Linked DNA regions of Mus musculus: all the other regions are linked to region 1. Evidence: chromatin contacts called from public HiChIP or PLAC-seq and promoter capture Hi-C data. All regions are on one chromosome and are shown on one strand. Each heading gives the region's core, a stretch centred on a gene start, on an enhancer-like site or on the middle of the called end of the contact. The rest is flanking DNA. Distances are from core to core; before and after follow the strand shown. Region 1 holds the start of Tbc1d23 (TBC1 domain family, member 23). Region 2 overlaps Cmss1 (cms small ribosomal subunit 1). Region 3 overlaps Cmss1 (cms small ribosomal subunit 1). Region 4 overlaps Cmss1 (cms small ribosomal subunit 1).

What was found. Promoter capture Hi-C pulls out the DNA fragments that hold promoters and counts their contacts. HiChIP or PLAC-seq counts read pairs in DNA pulled down with a chosen protein or histone mark.
Region 2: a contact with region 1 is called in a promoter capture Hi-C map of pre-B cells, with 5 times the contacts expected there. The contact joins the enhancer-like site here to the promoter of Tbc1d23 in region 1. A contact is called at or near these places in 13 of 39 promoter capture datasets (the 3T3-L1 cell line, 3T3-L1-derived adipocytes, the C10 cell line and 8 more), 4 of 15 datasets of contacts at CTCF or cohesin (CD8 T cells, the NIH/3T3 cell line, large pre-B cells and 1 more), 14 of 484 Hi-C or Micro-C datasets (B cells, CD4 T cells, CD8 T cells and 10 more), 12 of 115 datasets of contacts at active chromatin or transcription factors (the SCID.adh cell line, effector CD8 T cells, embryonic stem cells and 8 more) and 3 of 9 other capture datasets (adipose tissue, embryonic stem cells and liver).
Region 3: a promoter capture Hi-C map of the HPC-7 cell line shows a contact between it and region 1. The contact joins the enhancer-like site here to the promoter of Tbc1d23 in region 1. A contact is called at or near these places in 5 of 39 promoter capture datasets (the C10 cell line, the HPC-7 cell line, embryonic stem cells and 1 more), 2 of 15 datasets of contacts at CTCF or cohesin (the NIH/3T3 cell line and pro-B cells), 29 of 484 Hi-C or Micro-C datasets (the AML12 cell line, CD8 T cells, ECoMG myeloid progenitors and 17 more), 12 of 115 datasets of contacts at active chromatin or transcription factors (the SCID.adh cell line, bone marrow-derived macrophages, embryonic fibroblasts and 6 more) and 5 of 9 other capture datasets (adipose tissue, embryonic stem cells, liver and 2 more).
Region 4: a contact with region 1 is called in an H3K4me3 HiChIP or PLAC-seq map of bone marrow-derived macrophages, with 3 times the contacts expected there. The contact joins the enhancer-like site here to the promoter of Tbc1d23 in region 1. A contact is called at or near these places in 5 of 39 promoter capture datasets (3T3-L1-derived adipocytes, the C10 cell line, the HPC-7 cell line and 3 more), 3 of 15 datasets of contacts at CTCF or cohesin (the NIH/3T3 cell line, large pre-B cells and pro-B cells), 11 of 484 Hi-C or Micro-C datasets (the C2C12 cell line, CD4 T cells, the MNK3 cell line and 7 more), 20 of 115 datasets of contacts at active chromatin or transcription factors (the NIH/3T3 cell line, the SCID.adh cell line, bone marrow-derived macrophages and 13 more) and 2 of 9 other capture datasets (adipose tissue and liver).

Annotation. Positions count from the first base shown.
Region 1 is chr16:57,229,858-57,233,025 of GRCm38.p6, reverse strand. Tbc1d23 (TBC1 domain family, member 23) reads left to right here and starts at 1,560. Exons shown (of 19, transcript NM_001358433.1): 1 at 1,560-1,712. The coding sequence starts at 1,660.
Region 2 is chr16:57,469,460-57,472,577 of GRCm38.p6, reverse strand. All of the region lies in intron 1 of Cmss1 (cms small ribosomal subunit 1), which reads left to right. The region is part of intron 1 of Filip1l (filamin A interacting protein 1-like); the gene reads right to left. Among named protein-coding and RNA genes, the nearest start is that of Filip1l, 120 kb to the right of the region's middle. Within about 2 kb of position 1,252, at least 91 of the 459 cell types and tissues checked have an H3K27ac peak or open chromatin away from gene starts, as enhancers often do. A contact at or near this core is called in B cells, CD8 T cells, the SCID.adh cell line and 9 more, where this site is marked.
Region 3 is chr16:57,376,811-57,380,196 of GRCm38.p6, reverse strand. The region is part of intron 1 of Cmss1 (cms small ribosomal subunit 1); the gene reads left to right. All of the region lies in intron 1 of Filip1l (filamin A interacting protein 1-like), which reads right to left. Among named protein-coding and RNA genes, the nearest start is that of Filip1l, 25 kb to the right of the region's middle. Within about 2 kb of position 1,341, at least 17 of the 459 cell types and tissues checked have an H3K27ac peak or open chromatin away from gene starts, as enhancers often do. A contact at or near this core is called in CD8 T cells, the HPC-7 cell line, Th17 cells and 2 more, where this site is marked.
Region 4 is chr16:57,432,613-57,436,155 of GRCm38.p6, reverse strand. The region is part of intron 1 of Cmss1 (cms small ribosomal subunit 1); the gene reads left to right. All of the region lies in intron 1 of Filip1l (filamin A interacting protein 1-like), which reads right to left. Among named protein-coding and RNA genes, the nearest start is that of Filip1l, 81 kb to the right of the region's middle. Within about 2 kb of position 1,300, at least 91 of the 459 cell types and tissues checked have an H3K27ac peak or open chromatin away from gene starts, as enhancers often do. A contact at or near this core is called in the C2C12 cell line, the HPC-7 cell line, the MNK3 cell line and 8 more, where this site is marked.

The DNA of each region.
Region 1 (3,168 bases), core at 311-2,810:
ATACCCTTGAAGGTACCTCTCAGCTCCTAAAAATGAAATATTAAACATTAGAACCAATATAGTGGCAAACACCTCTCGTACTGCTTCTTTGAGCGGCGGAGGCAGGAAGAACACTTGCGCTTAGGAGCTCACAGACACCAGCCCCGGAGTCAAGCCAAACCTGGTCTTGCCGGGTCTCCAAAGCAAATTCTGAGCTCCTCAAGGTTACTAGTGAGACTGTCTCAAAAGACAAAACAAAACATAACCAGCCAACCAATCGAACAGAAACTTACTTTACTTAATTAAAGCTATTTCTGGTCATTCCTGCCCCATCTAAAACTTAATTGTTTTCAGTTTTTCTACACATTACCCCTGCATTTCTCAGTGTGCATGCATCTATTGCTAATATATTGATATCAAACATAAACGATGCCTTTTGTTTGTAATCTGTTTGGTTCATCTAACAATGGCATTTTCAGATTTATCCATAAATTTCATGTAGTTAACTGCATCGTTGTTCCTGGGCTTAAAAATATTTGTTCAGCTCCTCCCTGAATCTGTACTAGGCAAAGATAGCCCAGGGGCTAGTGTTTTGGTAATACTGGTACTGTGGATGAAACCTGGGTGCGGAACAAGGAGGCCCATTTAGAGGGACAAATGGGACTTTGGCTAGGAAGGGAAGGATCTCGGCAGCTTTCTTTTTTTTTTTTTTTTTTTTAAGATTTATTTATTTATTATATGTAAGTACACTGTAGCTGTCTTCAGACACTCCAGAAGAAGGAGTCAGATCTTGTTACGGATGGTTGTGAGCCACCATGTGGTTGCTGGGATTTGAACTCTGGACCTTCGGAAGAGCAGTCGGGTGCTCTAACCCACTGAGCCATCTCACCAGCCCCCCTCGGCAGCTTTCTTAAACTGATTTTTTAAACTGGAATTTCAGTTTCAGAACTACAGTTGATTCTCCTGGCTGTTAGAAGACATATTTAAGATAGAAGACTAGAGTATAATTTTCTTAACTGGATAGCTTGACAGAGTCCTTCGTGTATTTTTATTTTTCTTGTAGCTCTGGTGATTGAATCATTGAGGATGCTGGGCAAGTGCTGTATGGTTTACTAAGTCCCTGGCCTTTTTATTTTTTTGAATGGTCTTTACAAATGATGTGGTATGTCCTTTCCTTTTTTTCTATTCAGCCTACCTTCTCTGTGTGAATTCATACTTGCCCTCCTCTCTCCACTAGCTGGGATTCTCAATTCTGGCTCACACCGGACAGCCAGAGACCCAAACATTAAGACGCCAAGCCAGGATGCTTCACTTTCAGAGTCTCCTCTGAGCCACGCCTGCCCGCAGCGTGGCGCCCCGCCCCATCCCGGAGAACCCCTCCCACTCCCCAGGGTCGGCCCCGCCCACAAGCCTTGTGCCCCGCCCACTCCGTTCGCGGGCCCTTGGCATCCTGGGATTTGTGGTCTTCCATAATCTTCTCCCTCTCGCAAAGCTCCGGGCTCCGCCTTTCGCCCTAGAGACGTGGTGACGTTGCATCCTTCCAATTCCTCGCCTCCTCCCTCTTTCGCTCTGGTGAGTCTCAAGTCTCAGACTTCATAACTCCTTTTACGACACTGAATCTCTGAGACAGTCTCGGTGCCAGGTCCACTTTTCGGCAAAGTGACGTGGACGTCAACAGCAATGGCGGAAGGAGAAGAGCTTCTGCCACTGTCAACGTCGGGCGGGGACAGCTGGTGAGTGCGAGCCCAGGTTTAATTCCCACTGGCCCCTTCTCTTCCTGTTCGCCATCCTGCCTGTCCCCGAGGTGCTGGCTGGCGGGGCGTGGAGCAAAAGGCACCTGTCCTCCTCTGAGCCCCTGCCCCGCCCCCTCTGCTTCAGGGTCCCCTCTGCCCGCGGGCTTCTGCGGCTGGGGCAGAATCCCGGGGACTCAGGGGCCATCCTGGATCTGCGCCTAAGTCAGGTCCTCCCGCTTGGCCCAGCGAAGAGAGTGGCTTCCCCACTGAGTTCGCCGAGTCCCTAGCCAGGGAGTTGGAATGGGCGCACTAAGGAGGAAGTTCTTGGATGGAGATCTCAGACCATTTGAAATGAGATCTTTTGAAATAACCACCGCGACCTTTGACAGTGCAGAGGTCGTGAGATACACCCAGCAAGATTCCTTCTACGTAGTTCAGGGTTGTCTTTAAAAAAAAAAATTATTATTATTAATTTTGTTTATCTCCCAACAGTTTCTAACATTTGTTATTATTATTTTTTTTTCTTCCCCACCACTTTCCTCACAATTTAATTTCATGACTTGGAGGGCGTTTTGAATTTTGTTACTGTTTCTCCCGGGCATTTGCATGTGTCTCTGGGGCTGTGGGAAGATTTGGTTTTTAAAGGAACTCATGTAGCCCAAGGCTGGCCTCGAACTTTCTGAGTGGCTGAGGATGACTGTGGACTTCCAATGCTTTTGCTTTCTCCTCCCGAGTGCTGGCTTGTAAGCTCCATCCTGCCTGGTTTGTGTTGGGCTGGGGATTGAACCGAGGGCTTCCTGTGTGCTAGGACAAGCATTCTACCAACTGTGATACATCCCCAACCCTGCCAATACCTTTTTGGTAGGCATTATTTTTCCCACTGAGGGTCATTAATTTTTGGTGGACACTTCTACTTTTGAAGTTGTGTGTGTGTGTGTGTGCACGTGTATATCTTACAGTTGATCTAACTGTATTGACCAGGTGTAAGACTCATGGATTTTGCTGTTGTTTTTCACAGTGTTTATATATCACTGTCACGGTGTACCTACACACAATGCAAGCCTTTGGTAAATTTGTACTTTACTAATTGAGGACAATAGAAATAACAGAAAGGAATACACGATATAGCAGTTGAGTAGCTGGTCTTCTGGGGACTGACAGGTACACATGTAGCAAGCTAAAGTTAATTTTGTTCTCTGAGATTGTAAATAAGTGTTGTGGGAGTTCAGAAGAGGCAGAAACCATTTCAGCATGCATTACAAAAGCTCATGGAGGCACTGGTGTGTGAGTTAGACTCTGAAGCATCAGTAAGACTTACCTTAACATTGTTCAAAATAGTCACTATAATGTGAGCTACGGAAGGAATTAATTAAAATTTCTTTCCTTTGCCTCATTGAAAACTTAAAAAACAATAACAAAAACCAGGTAGAACTTTTACTATGTTTAAAAAAAATAT
Region 2 (3,118 bases), core at 3-2,502, 240 kb before region 1:
GAAAGTTGAACTCACTCCTGATTGCTTGTGAGTATTGGACAATATGAGTATTTCCATTGGATAACATAGAAGGGGCAGTTTATCACAGAAGGCCTGGTCACTTTTATCCTGGCTGAGTCGGTGCCAGTACACACAGATTCTGCTGTCACACCTTGGCTGATTCATTGTGGTGTGAAGCTGCAGTTTTTAGGGCCCGTGGGAGGATGTTCCTTTGAAACTTTCCTGAAGCCTGCTTTCACCTTGTTGACTTTGAAGCTCTCATTACAAACAGGTTGGAGAGAAAGTTACAATTGGGATATAATTCAAATACATTCAGTTTAATTTCAACTGAAAATGGTGCTTTAGCTGCTCTGAAATGAGCTAATCTGTATGGGTGAAGTGAACGGCAAGGAGACGGACAGTGAGCATGTAGGCACTCTCTTTCCCACCCCTTGGCATGAACCCTGGTGCTGGTTACACCCAGATCGATTCATCTCTACCACTTCTTAACTCTGAAAACAAGGGTGCATTGTTTGGTGTTTTGCAATGGTAGAACCAGGGAATAATTACCATACTAACCGGCTTGCTCAGACAAGTCCAAGGAGATAAGAAAAGCAATAAATAATTGCAATCAATAATACTGTGCCTACTGATGTTCCAGCCATTGTGCCCAAACCTTAGCTGATCTAGGAGAAGCTAAGCGAGAGCCTTATTGAGAGCCTTATTCACAGCCTTCTATGTTCTGTGCTTCTCCGCCCCCTGTGAAGGGCATTTCTGTCTCCAACAAATCCATGAGCAACTCTTGGTTGGGGGAAATATTCTAGATATTGGAAATGCAGCGGAGACCAAAAGAGAAAGTCCCAAGTACCATGCATTCTAGTATAGGAGTTTAACTAAAAGCCAATTTATGTGATACTTCATGTGATAATAAATGCTACGGGGGAAAAATGGAAGTAACAAGATAAAATGACTACAGTATTGAGATACTTGGAGAAAGAAATATTTCTGTTTTAGAAAAAATGGCTAGCAAGAAGCTGATGTAGTAGAATCTGAAATGAATACATATATATGTATTACTATATGTCAGTTACACACACACACATTATATATTCATTCCCAGAACATACCAAAAATATATTCTCACTCATATGTTGTGAGCTTCAGAAAGCCAAAATGGACTAATGCTGTCTATTTACTCTCTTTGGGGAGCAGACAAATGGCAGTACAGTACCTGACTTCATATGTCTAACAGCTCTCTAAGTGTGTGCTGATGCAAATCTACTTAAAGAGAGCAACAGGAAACTGTGGTCTAGGTAGCTTGTTCCTGCTTGTCTATAAATACACATAAAAAGAAACTGCATTTTACAATTGGATGACATTTGATATTCAATGAACCTCCTTTTAAAAACAACTTTAAGATCTTTTGGGATGTATAAACTTTGGGTCTGTCTAGTTTCAGTGTGTGATGCTTCTAATATTTGTAAGGCTTTCATTCAAAATTATTAAACTATGTCTATAACAAACAGACCCTGTAAACTTAGACGCAGTAACCCTGTGAGACAACTGTGCGAGACTGCAAGCAGGACTTATGCTCTACCCAACTTCCAAAAATCACCGTTCAAGTCAGTGGTTTTTCTGTAAGAACCTTGAAGATTGTACATTATCGTCTTCTACTTTACATCATTTGTATGAAAATGTTTGCCATAGTTTTTTATTCTGTTTAACTCTGGATAATGCCACTGCTCCCTTTTTCTTGGCCACTTCTTCATCAGTTTTATTTCAGCAGTTTGAATATGATGTGCGTTTGTTGTTACCAATTCCACTCGCAGTACACTAGCTCTACACTTTAGGAAACGTTTGACGGTGATTCGTCTTTCTTCTGTCCTGTTTGCACTCCTCTTCAGCAGTTCTTTTCCTGTTCCCCAGTCTTCTCTCCCTGTGGCTCACGAGCCCATGATGAAGTCCACGGAGAAGAGTTTAGTAAGTTGGCTTGAACTGCTCTGTGATGGCCGCTGTCGTGAGTCCAGTTCTCTTACTCTCTCCTCTCAGTGTCTCTGACCAAGTCCTTAAATACAGCACAGTGGTCTTACCTGCTAGTAGTTCCTTCTCAGTCTAGCTCACGGTTGCAGGAGCCCACAGGGAAGGTGTTAGGTTTGCCTCGCTGTGTAGGAAAGTCCCTAAGCTGCAATGTTTTTACAGTATTTTTATTTTGATGTTTATAGATTAGGGTGGTGTTCGTAAATAATTTTTTAGAGTGAAAATTTTAAGTAAGTGTCTTTATTGTTTTTTAAAGTAAAGCAGAATTTCCAAATGTTCTTGTCACTGAATCACATATCAAATCCAAGATAACTAGAATTTGAAAAGACTTTAAAATTCAGCTTTTTAAATTTTTTGCTCTCATGCTTTTATTCAGATTAACCAAGAGTGGGTAATTTATAAAGAAAAGAGGTTTATTTTGGCTAAATATTCTGGAAGCCAAAGAACATGGTGCCAAAATTGGCCTCTGGTGATGGCTTCATGCTGTCTCTTATCTTGGTGCAGACTACGAAAAGGAAGTAATTATAAGAAGAATCCCAAGACAACCAAAAGAATGTGCAGGGTTCACTTTAGAACAAGCCAATCTCACTATAACCCAGGCTGAAAGAAGCTACTTCAATCCTTTCAAGTGGGTGGGTCACTCATGATCCAAGTGCCTCTTAAGAGACCCCAACCCAGTGCTGCTACCCGGAGAATCACATTTCACTATGAGTTTGGGTGTAGAAAATTATATCCAAGCCATAGCATAGTTGGGTTTTCTTTTTGTTATACACGTGGAGCAAAAAGGTGGGGCCGCCACGGTGTATGTCACGCTAGTCTGTATTCACTCTGCATTTTCATACATCTTCATTCAGACTGCTGGAAGCTTGTCGTAGACAGAAACATCACCAAAATAGTTTTTAAAGAGGAGGGCACTTTCTAGAAATCTATCTTTTATATGAAACATCAGAAATTCTCTCATCTACTGTACTAGGTTTATCATCTTCAGGCTCCTTAGGATTAGACAGCTTATGTTGGTTCAGTTCCATGCAAATAAAGAGTCCATCGTGGTGAGCAAGCATGACAGGATCAAGCCCAGTGTGAGGAGCAGGAAGCAGAGAGC
Region 3 (3,386 bases), core at 92-2,591, 150 kb before region 1:
CTCTGAACCTGTAAGCCAGCCCCAATTAAATGTTGTTTTTTCATAAGACTTGCCTTGGTCATGGTGTTTGTTCACAGCAGTAAAACCCTAACTAATACACTCCTCCTGAAGGAATTCATTCCCTACTGTCTTCTCAAAGGAAAATGGTTCATTATGATAGTTGTCTTGTAATTCATGTTACCCGTTTAGGAAATATGCTTTTCATATGTACTTGTAATTTTTCCAAACTAGATGTCAACCTTCAATTTCTTTCCTCTCATCACAGGAACAAAATTGTTCTCATTCCTCATTCCTTCTTCTCTTGTCACCAGAGCTACACAGTGGTCCGCTTTCATGTGTCCTCTGAACACAGCCCTAAGACTAGGGCAAGCGTCCTCCAGTGTAGGCTTTCCAACTCTCATTAGGTAACTGAGCACCTTCCTGCCAATGTTTCTGAAATAGTCCCCACCCACCTTGGTATTCTGCCATGTTTGTCTGCCCCCTGGGGATCAGAGCTATGCATGTTGATGACCCCTTCTTAGTGGCCAAAAAGAAGTTACATATGCATCCTGTCGGCCACTAATTCTCTGGAGACTTCCACAAGAGGAAAGAAGGTGGTTATGTTGTCAGGAAGAGTAATGCAGTCCCAAGTTGGATTTTAATGGATAACTTAGCTCTGGGTTAGATTCTTTAGGGGAAAAAAAAAGTCACCATTTTTAATATAGCAGGTCACCAGTTTGGTCACTGGGAGAGTTAATCAAATAGCTGCTATAGTTCAAAAGTACATCTGCATTTGAATAAAATATGATTCTTGTTAGAGAGCTAAACTTGACATGTTTTCCCCCAGGTAATAAAATGGCTCTTAATGAAATAAACGTGTGCCTTTCCCCCAGCAAACATGCATGAAAGATACCACACAGTTACTTTTTTTTTCCAGGCAATGGTAGGGAACTCTTGACCTATGCCAGGCTGCTTCTTTTTAATCATTCTTGCATAGTTATCAACTGTTAATCAACCTACTGAGCAGAGGAACCCATGGCTTATCAGTGCCACAAATGAAAGGAGCAGAAGAAGAGTCTTGAAGCCACTTCCGCTTGTCAACAGGCTTGATTACAGTGTTTGAAGGATTAGTACTGAGACATACTTGTGACATACTCGGCTTCCCTCTTTGTATACCTGTTCTCATTCGGCCTACAGCAAGAAACAGGTCCCTGTCACACCTGTACATTAAACAGTGCCTAAACCCTACTGGAGATAGACAGTCACTACTTCTTACGGTCCATCGATATTGACCATGATGTGCTGACGCCCAGAATCCCATGCCTGCTTCTGTGGGTCATTCAGCCTTTCCGTGAGGAGCCTCTTAGCATGGTTAACAAACATCTCTGAACAGCTGGAAACCACAAGTGACTCATTTCCTCGCTTTTTAAAACCTTAGAGGCAGTAGAACTTTGGTATAACGACTGCAATAACCAAAATAGAGAATACTTTCATGGCCCCACAAAAGTCCTTCATATTGCCTGTTTTATTCAACTTTTCCCTTCATTTTCAAATCTTGGCAACCACCAAGCTAGTTCCCCTTCCTTTTGTGTCACCTTCCCTGGTTGTCATATGAAGAGATTCCTCATATTTGAATCTGCTTCAGCTCACTTACCAGAGTATGCCGTAGATACATCCAAATAGTTATGTTTACCAATAGTTTGTTCCTTAAAGGGACTATAGTGCTCCATCATATGCATATACTGTATTTTGCTTCTCCACTCACCAGTTGATTAACATTAGGTTGCTACCTATTTAAAGGCTTTGTGGATGTTCAAGTACAGATTTTAAGAGAACCTAACTTTCTGAGTGTTCCTCTGTGAGTGGAATTACTGCAGTTTGTTAGATGTTTAACATTTTGTGAGGACCTGTTTTCTAACCTGCACTACGCTGCATTTCTGTCAGCAGTGTGAGAAGTCCAGTTGCTCTCACCCTCCCTAACACTGAGCATTGTCTGTGGAATTTGGCTGCGGAGGAGGGGGTCTTGTTTTGTGCTGTTGTTCGGCTGAATTGTGACTTACTGCTTAAGCTTTTTAGTATTCCTAGTGCCCTAATCTCATGGAGTTAATGGGAATTGCTTTGGGTTTGTGAATCCAGTTTATTTTTTAAGAGATTGTATGGAAGGTACTTTAGCATCATTCTAAGAAATTGTTGCTTACCCTCCAAGGTCATCATGATTTTCTCCTGTGTTTTCAACTAGATGTTTTGTTTTGTTTTGTTTTTAGCTTTAGCATTGCTGTGGGCTTTTAAAGTGAAATCTGGTAGCTTGTCAATGGAAGAGGAAACGCAGAGGTTCTCAGAATGTGTGCTCCCTGGTTATCACTTAACTAAGTTAAAAGCTTGGGTTGACATGCAAAAGTAGTTTCATGACTAAAATTAAGAGAAGTTATAAATTGCCCACGTAACCTTTAGACATTATTGAATCAGGACAGCTTGATCCTTCCAAAGTTAAAAATCATGCAAGTAGTATCTTATTTCCAGAAATGCACATGATAAGAAGTGTAGTTAATACATTGGCAGACACCTGTTTAAAAGATTTATCTTACATGTGTGGATGGTTTGCCCCCACGTTCATCTCGGCACCATGAGGTTATCATTAGGGATCCAAAATCTAGAAGACATCAGTTCTCCTGAGACCAGAGTTCTAGATGGCTTTGAGGTGCCATGTGGGTGCTGAGGACAGAACCTGGGTCCTTTGGAAGAGCAGCCTGTGCTCTTAACCACCAAGCCAGCTTTCAAACCTCATGTTTCTGCTTATAAAATGCATTTCTGAAGCATAAACCATTCCCGTATAGGTATCCACGTTTTTGTGGAAGAAAAATATTATGTATCCTAACTGGAGAACTTGAAACAGAACCAGCATGAGGGCTGCAGTCTGTTCAGGAGCCACAGCTCAGAAATTCTGCATATCTTCAGATATTTACAGTACAATTTATAAAAGCAAAGTTACAGCTATGAAGTAGCCATGAAATAACTTTAGGGTTGGGTCACCACGACGGGAAGAACTAGATTAGGAAAGTTGAGAACCACTGCTCTAGACTGTACTAAGTGAGGTCTTTTGTTTTCCTTTGCTGATGCCAATGTTAACTTTTTGGCCCTCTGATTTATACATTTGGTTAAAAGAACCAAGTCGCTGTTATCATGCACTAATCAACCCTGATTTGTATACCCTCCAGGAGTAGCGTTTACTGAGATAAAGAAGTTTCTGATTCATGCAGCACCAAGGAGTAGCAGCATTGAGGACCCTGTTATCCATGTCCATGGGAGTAAAACACCCCTGCTCATACTTACATCAGATGTCTAGGCATCTAGACATAGATACTTTTTAGTATATTCCAGTGGCTTTCGCTTCCTTTGTCTTAAAGGAT
Region 4 (3,543 bases), core at 51-2,550, 200 kb before region 1:
CCTACCCACCCACTCCTACCTCACCACCCTGGCATTCCCCTACACTGGGGTATCAAGCCTTCAGAGGACCAAGGGCCTCTCTTCCCCTTAATGCCAGATAAAGCCATCCTCTACTATATTTTCTAGCTTGTTTTCTTTAGCAATTCAGGCCCACATGCCACGAGGTGACACTGTCCATGGTGGTCTGGGCCTTCTCACATCAATGATTAATAAACAAAATTTTAAAAAATTAAATATCCTACAGAACAGTCCTATGGAGGTCGTCCTCAACTGAGGGACCTCTTCCCAGGTGTCTCTAACTTGTGTTAAGTTGACCAAAACTAACCAGCACAGATATGCATGTAAACGAAGGGGTGTACTGCCTACAATCTGTGGTAGGGGCAGGGGAGACATCTTGGAACCTCTGCCCCATAGATAACAGGGAGCTATCATACAAAATAATATACTTCTCTTTAAATCATTTCTGACATTTTGTCTTAGACAGTTAACCGGGGCCATGAGATTTTATCACTCACGTGTGCGAATGACCACACATAAAGAGAGCAGCCATGTGGAGGAATTGCCCTGAGACTCACAGAGGGCTTATTTTTCTTGCCTGTCTACAGACCCCCATGGCCCGAGGCTACTTCTCTGGCTATAAACCCAGTTTCTAACAGGCACAGGCCTCTGATGCAGGGGGATGATGACTTTTCTATTTATTTAATCACTTTGAGAAATCACCAAATGCTAACTTTCCTGAGATCATTGTGGGCAACTTAATTCTTTGTTAAAATATCATGCCTTTTATCCTCTCTTCTTCCCAGTTCTTTCCTCCTGTTCTTTTTCTATAGGTGAAATTGTCTTTGTTTAGTCAGATATATGGCCACAATGACATTAAATGTTTTTCATAATGAATATTCACAGGAGAGTTAGGGGCAGGACCTAAACTCCAGCTGTGTGCAGTTGCCAAACAGGTACAAAGAGCTATTTATCACCTAGAAGGCCAGGATACAACAAGGAACAAGAACCTGTGCCCTGCCCAAAAGCGCCACTGGTTTCTTAGCTCCTGCTTATTTTTGTCCTGTGAAGAAATGCATCTATGTGGTTGGCAAAATTTTACACTCCTTTGAGAGAAATTTGAAGTCTGTATTATTTCATTAAACCTGATTTCTCAGGTGGGCAACTTCTTCCATCCACGTGCTTTAAGCCAGAAACCTTGAAGTTGTCCTCTACTCCTTGTTTCCTTTCAAACCCACATCTAGTCCACCAGGAAATCCTGTTGGTTCTGCCCTCAGACTCTACTCAATGTGATCACTTCCTGTGGGTCTTTACTGTGCTGCTGGAGTCAAACTGCCACTCCCTGCCCAGGACTGCTGCAGTAACTGTCTCCCTCCGTGCATTCAGGGTTACTTCCCCAGAGTCAGGAACTCTTGAAGCTGAATCAGGTCATTTTGCCCTGTGCTCACAACTCTCCAGGGTCTCCCAATCTCAAGTAGCCTGAAAGCCGAAGGCCTCCTGGTGAACCATGAAGCACTCTGGCCTCAACCCTGCAGCTAAGTGGCCTCCTGCCTCTTTCTCTGATCCACCAGTTGGTTCCCACCTCAGGACCTCTGACATTGCACTTCCTTCTTCCCCAGGTATCATCATGACCCCTTGACCCCTTGACCCCTTCACCCTTCACTCAGAAGGCATCTTTTCAGAGATGACTACACTTCAGTGGACAGTCTAGGCTTCTACTAGACATGTCTGTTCACATGACTATCCCCTTCTCTCTTGTTGCCTCTCTCCTCAGCACATTATGATCCAGTATAGTACATATTTTCTTCTTTATTTTCTGTCTTCCACATCACGGTGTAAATTATGCAAGAGTAAGGACTTCAGCTAGTCCATGTTGGTTCAGTGCTGTATTCTTAGTATCTAAAGCTATGCCTCATTTCTGCGTCCTTAGGTGACTAAATGAACTTAGAAGCGGCTTCTTTCATGGTTGGCCAAACCAAAACCCTCCAGTGGACTAAACTCTGCGTGTTCCCCTTTGCTCTGAGATCTAAAAAGGAAAGCAGTTGTTTCTCTAGTGGCATCTTGTAGCTTTCGGACAGACTTCAGCCTCGTTTACTCCTGCCCTGTTCCAGAAGGCACAGAAGAGCTCTTCCTTCCCCATAGCTCACATTCAGTCTTGCTCCCCCTCTGCTAGACTCCAGTGTATACCTGTCATTCAGTCTACCAAGATTGCTTTCCCAAGTTACTCATGTCTGGAATATGGAGAATGAGCTAATGACTCAGTGAGTGAAAATCCGTGCAGCCTAGCATAAGGATCTGATTCCAGTCCCTTAGCCCATGAGGTGGGGTGAGAGAGCCATTCCCTTATGTTGTCCACTGACCTCCACAAGTACCCGTGCCATGCAAACCCACACACGTATATACACAAGCAGTATAAATGATTGTTAAGACGAGATTTTTTTGTTTGAAAAGGTGATATGGAAAATGAATGTGAATGAACGTCTAAATCTCCAAAGGTGGGAAATAAATGAAGAACTTGACCTGCTTTCTACAACACAAAGTTAGTTGGGTAGAAGAAAGAACACTGCAAGGTCAAGATACTCAGGTGGAAGAATCTTGATGAGTTGGAGACAAAGAGAATCTAGAGGGAGGAGGGAGCACTTAGGAAAGACACGGAAGGCAGGGCAGGATGGAGCCCTACAAGGCTTGCGAAGGAAACTGCTAAGAGTTTTAAAGTCTCTGAATGAAATCTTACTTTGCACACCACCAGGCCACATTGTCTGATACAAACGACCTTTGCAGCCAGGTACACTGAGACGCTGAAGTGACATCATCCTGGAATTCCTTAACCCATTCATGCACTTCCCCTTTATCTGGTATTTCCTTAGACCATTCACTCTGAGCACATGGCAGCTTTCAGTTAGGTTCCAGGTGAAAGGGAACAGATAATTGGGCTTTCTGTTAATATTTGTTTTCTATTGATAGTTATAACTTTTATCTTTGTAGATAGTCTGGGATTTAACTCGCGTTGAGATCAGATCTTAGCAAACATTGTACTTTACTACTGACGTCAGAAGTTTCTTTAAGAGCATCTTTCATTTATTCTTGGATAATTTCATAAATGTATTTGGTGTGCCATGATCTATCCATTCTCTACTCTCCCCAGACACTCTCCGGTACTTCTCTCTCCCACTTTCAAATCCTTTATGTTTGTGTGTGTGTGTGTGTGTGTGTGTGTGTGTGTGTGTGTCTAGTGTTGACTGATTTTGTTGGATTGTCTACTGCGGGTCTTGTGCAAGTAACCATATCATAAAAGAATGCTTTTATGGAATGTTTACCTCTTAAATGCAGCACTTTTACCCATGAGTAACTCAGTAGATAATTTTACATTATAAATATAAAGGAAAAGATAAAGTGATTGTGTCAGGTTTATTTGCAATAATGAAGTACTTACAGTAATATATGTGGTTAGAAAACAATCTTGACTCTTGTGCAGTGATAACAGTGTAACAGCTGCAAGTTGATAGTTCCTTAGTAAGAAGACTCTAAGCTATGTGGCACTTGGAA